Linked DNA regions of Arachis hypogaea: region 2 is linked to region 1. A link is a contact called in public Hi-C data. All regions are on one chromosome and are shown on one strand. Each heading gives the region's core, a stretch centred on a gene start, on an enhancer-like site or on the middle of the called end of the contact. The rest is flanking DNA. Distances are from core to core; before and after follow the strand shown.

The links. A called contact is a pair of places that touch in the nucleus more often than the background predicts.
Region 2: a contact with region 1 is called in a Hi-C map of leaf, with 2.4 times the contacts expected there. The contact joins the promoter of LOC112741459 here to the enhancer-like site in region 1. A contact is called at or near these places in 3 of 8 Hi-C or Micro-C datasets (leaf and an unstated tissue).

Annotation. Positions count from the first base shown.
Region 1 is chr14:10,456,294-10,459,044 of arahy.Tifrunner.gnm2.J5K5, reverse strand. No RefSeq gene overlaps it. Among protein-coding and RNA genes, the nearest start is that of LOC140178469, 24 kb to the left of the region's middle. Within about 2 kb of position 1,379, at least 3 of the 3 cell types and tissues checked have open chromatin away from gene starts, as enhancers often do.
Region 2 is chr14:10,589,615-10,592,365 of arahy.Tifrunner.gnm2.J5K5, reverse strand. It overlaps LOC112741459 (peroxidase 53), which reads left to right and starts at 1,343. Exons shown (of 4, transcript XM_025790461.3): 1 at 1,343-1,650; 2 at 1,737-1,928; 3 at 2,012-2,177. The coding sequence starts at 1,432.

The DNA of each region.
Region 1 (2,751 bases), core at 130-2,629:
ATAATGAGCATTAATACAAATGATTTCTTAACAATTTGAAGTGTAGTTACTTCTCTCGTATCATGTAAAAATTAATTTCTTCAAATCATTATAGATAATCAGTAATATCAGTATTATGCTGCAAGATTTTCCATAAAATAAACTAATAAAGAGTGAATACATATCCGGCCTCTGACAATTATTATAAAAGGACAACGAGGCCCCCAAGAAAAAAAAATACCCAATCCGGTCCTTGATAATTTTTTTTTTGGGCTGATTAGTTCCTGTGCCAAAAAAAATAATATTGATCTTTTTTTTGCACAGGGGCCTCGTTGTCCTTTCGAAGTAATTGTCAGGACCAGGTTGGGTTTATTTTTTTTGTCAGGGGCCGGGTTGGGATTTTTTTTTTCAGGGACCTCGTTGTCTTTCGAAGTAATTGTCAGGGGCTGATTTGAGTTTTTCTCTAAACTTAGAATACAACTTAAAATTACTAAAATTTTTTTAAATATATCAGTACATTAATATTTCAGTAATTTTTAACTATTAATCTTAATTATAAAAAATATATATAATAGGCTAATTTTTTTATATGGAAGAAATTTCGGTGTTTTTTTGGGAAATGGGATTATTTGGTGTAATTACAGATGAGTGGATTTTGTAAGTGAACAGTCAACACGTGGGGCGTGTTGGACACGTGTCAGCATTCTGGCCAACACGTGGAGGTGTGTTGGACACGTGGCATTATATTGACCAACACGTGGGGGGCGTGGTGCAACACGTAGGGGGCGTGTTGAATGAGTTCCACAATAATGTAATACACTTCAAATATCAATATTCAACTAAAATACCATCTCCATTTTCATATTAAAAATAATTTCTTTATATAATATATATAATTAATATTAACGACAAAAATTTACTGAAATAATGATATACCATATATTTGAAAGCTTTCCAAATTTATTTTTTGCCGAAAGTGGATAAATGCGAGGTATAGCCGTATAGCAGCCATCGGCATGACAAGGAGAGGAAGAGTAGCAGTCATCGAAACTGGAAAGGAGTAGAGACAATAGCCATGAAACTATGGAAGGGAGCGTAAGGATCAATATTTCAGCCAGATTGGGCTAGCTTTGGGCCTCATCCCTTTCTGTCTCGTATTTAGGCAAAGCCGAAAACCTGTGGATGATAATCTTCTAATATAAAAAAAATTTAAAGGGCCATGATACAAGCTTTTCTTTAATGGTACAACTGTATAGAAAAATAAAACTTGTAAACCTTTCACCGAAAAAAAAAAACTTGTAAACCTGTCCAGCTAGATCTAATGGCCCCAACGCATCTGCAGGCTAAAAGAACAACACCAAAAACACACACACACATATATATATATATATGAAACACACATTTTAGCCTAATTGAGCACCGCAAGGCTTAGTTGAGTGGCAATTATGTTTGCCTTGCTCTAAGGTACACCGGGTTCAAATTCCAGCTGAAGCTGGTTGTTGTTTAAGAATCCATAGTATTTATGGTAGTGTGTGAGTGTAATGCCTAAAATTAGGAGTTGTCCAATCTGTTTGACCCCTAAAAAAATATTAGCTTAATTGAAGGATTTTTTATAAATAAATAATTTAAATATTTTTTTTACCAATATAAATAATTTGGAACATATTTACAAATTTTTATTTTATTATATATTTCGTTTACAGTGTAAACAAATTAATTATGAACATATTTCGTTTATACTATAAACAAAATATTATTTATGAAATGAAAGATGTGGAAATTTTTAAATGCGTAATACGAGTGCACACTTAATACGTGAAAATTGATGTACTTCACATATTTTGTTTACAGTGTTAATGAAATATACTCATAATTAGTTTACTATAAACAAAATATGAGTACTGTGAGTCTGTGATTACTAAAAATTTATTTTTTATAAGTATAAAAATATAATTTTTTAAAATAATAAAAAGTATTAAAAATAGAATTTTGACCAATTTAAAAAATAAAATTCGATATATTTTTGTTACTATTTAGATCTACCTTAATTAATTTATATCTCATCTATATTTTAAATTTTAAACTAGTGTATATTTTCGTACTCTGTACGGGATAATACATAAAATTATATAAAAAATTTTATTAAAAAATTAAATAAAATATATATAATATTATAAATACTTTACAAAGTTATAATTAAAATCAAACTATCAAAATTTTTAATATTAAAATATTAAAAATAATTAATATTTATCTTAATCAATTTGAGTTTGTTGAGTGATCATCTCATTCGTTTGCTTAAACAACTATTAAGAATTAGAATCTCACCTTGTGTGTGTAGCAATCCATTGGCTAGCAGTAAACCCTTAATAAATGGAGCATCAATCCGTGGTTAGACTTGGTAGGAGTACCCGAATACGCGGGTACCCGACCCGTCCATACCCAGTTGGGGAGGGTAATAACTTGACCCAAGTTGGAGCTGATTTTGCTTAAGACAGAGTATGGTCGGGTTTAAGGTGTACCCGCCCCGGATATACATATAAACACTTTTTAGCAATTAGGATTTGTCTCACATCACAGATTCAGTGATTCATAGCTTCAGTCCATACTTATAACCATGCAAGAGAAACTCAATCATCCTCACCCAAAGTCTTTTTGGCTTCTTCAAAAAAATCCACATAGCTCCCATCATCGTCGTTGCTGAGCCTATCGCCGTCTACCACTTCACAACTCCCATCTTCCTTCACAATTCATGTCGTCATTGCTGCTTAT
Region 2 (2,751 bases), core at 94-2,593, 130 kb before region 1:
CATTACGACAAAATTAATTCCTTTAGCATGTAGTACTATAGGAACAGCCTTGTTCCAATTTTCTTATAAATAGCTCCTCTAGTCTTCTATATGTAAAGCAAGTCACGTAAATATTCAAAAAAAAATGTCATACAATTATATAAACAACAAACTTGCTATTTACAAGAAAACTTCTCATACAAGATAAGATAAAATTAGAAGTTGGACTGCCAAATATAGAGTAGACCTTTTGATTGGAGAATAATTCTGTGTTTATTTACTCAAGATATATAATATTTTTTTTTTGGTATTTATATAATTGAATAAATTAAAAATATAAAATTTTTAGTTTTTATAAATTACAATATTATACTTTTAGCTCCAATATTTAAACTTTAAAAATAATAATAGTATAATACCAATATTTATTGTATATTTTAATTTATAAAATCAATAAAACATAAGAAACTTACAACAAAATTATACATCCAAAATCATGCTAAATTATCGTGGAATGATTTTTATTTTTTATTTAAATTTATCCAACATAATCACTAACCAATTTAACAATGGAAATTTGATATTTATTATCCTGAAATTTTAAAAATATGGTACTTAACTGCTTATGTTTTAATTTTAAAATTCCGTGAACAAATTACTTTTATTAACTGATTATATAAAAATAAGCTATGATGTAGTTTAATTAGTTTGGTTTTAGTTTTATTTGGTAATTGATTTCAGATTTTGGGTTTTATTTATTTTAATTAGCTTAAATGCAATGTAAATAAGAAAAAACAATGAGATATAACTATACTACCTAAGCACCTAATAGGCTAATACTAAACAATCACAAATCTTGGACCACCAAATATATATAGTAAAACCTAAAATTGGAGAATAATTGTTTGTATTTACTTACTCAATATATAATATTTGATTATTATTATTTTTTTGGGTGTTTCATATAATTGAATAAATTAAAAATAAATATAAAAATATAAAAAATAAATATTTTTTATAAATTAATATTTTTGCAATTTTTTTTGCATATTTTTTTATTATTATTTTATTTAAATTAATCTTATCTAAAATGAAACTCTACTTCTTAATATATTATAATTAAACGTTCCAAGCTTACACATGTATATTATTAGACTTTGTAAAATAATATTCATTAAACCAAGTTGCATATTAATTTCTATTTTTTTAGCCACAAATGGTATAATGATACTTCTAGAGTTTTACTGTTTTAGTTATACAAGTGTCTTTTGATTTTCTCTAACTTAACACTTAATGTTTATTTCACTCTTTATAAGAAGGTATTATTTAATATTTATAATTAAACCTGTTAAAATAAATATTTAGGAATGGTCAAAGTTTTAGTATAAATAGAGGTGTTGTATCTGCAGAGAAAGCCGCTCAAACACTCTCTATCATATACAATCATACAAGATGAAGTTTCTGTTTCTTTTCTTATTCCCTTTGATTTTGTGTGTTGTGGTTCCTACCACCAGAGCACAATTATTAGATCCATTCTTTTACAAAGATACATGTCCCTCTCTCCAGTCAACTGTACGACAAGTTCTTCTTAATGTTTCGAAGGGGCCTGGAAAAGATGAGCGGCTTTTCGCCAGCTTGATAAGACTTCATTTCCACGATTGCTTCGTCCAAGTAAGTATACAAAATTGTGTTAATTTCTATGTTATTATCGTAAATTATTGTAGAAAGATTCTAATCATGGATATGTATGTATGCAGGGGTGTGATGGATCAATTTTGTTAAATGATACCGCTTCTATTAGAAGCGAACAACTTGCAGCGCCGAATCTGGACTCCATTCGTAGGTTGGATGTGATCAATTTGATTAAGGAAAATATCGAGAAAGCTTGTCCTGGGGTTGTTTCCTGCGCTGATATTGTCGCACTTGCTGCCGAAGTGTCTTCGGAGATGGTAAACTTTCTTTTTAATTTGCATGTTCATCTCAATTGATTAGTGTGCATTATTCATTTTTTTTAACTATCTTGATTTGACAGTCAAATGGTCCAACTTGGCAAGTTCCCTTGGGCAGAAGAGATAGTGAAACAGCAAGCTTCGACTTGGCAAATTCGGACATTCCTGGTCCAAAATCCAACCTCCCTCAGCTCATTTCGGCATTTCAGAAAAAGGGTCTTGATATGAATGATTTAGTGGCACTTTCAGGTTTATCTTCAACCTTTCTTATAAATTTTAAAATTTGATTATACGAATGAGTTTATAACTGTTTTAATTATGGGTAAGTCTATGGTGACTGTTATAATCATCATGCATGCGGACAGTATGTAGTGCGGTTGGAATGTGGTGCTATTGCCACGTTTTAAATTATATAAACGAAACTAATAAATTACACCATATATAAAGTAGATTGTGCTAAAAATGTTATTCATGATTTATTTATGATTTTTTTTATAAGAAGGCGTTGAAGCGCAAAAACTACTCCATAAATAATGAGTATAAGTTTGTGATTAATGTGCCACTGAATATAAATGCTGCTGTTAATAATTTCAGTGGCTTATTACAAATGAATTACACTAAAATTTTGAAAATAGAATTTCTTTTAAATGGTACTGCACCCGATTATCATACTTTGAGAAAAGTCGTGGAGTACGGTGCAAATGTGATGGTGATCCATTTGGTTATTAATATTTTAAAAAATTATATATTGATTTATTTTAAATAATAATTTAATTATAAAATGGTTCTATTATAATTAAGATATTATTCAATTAAAAATTGA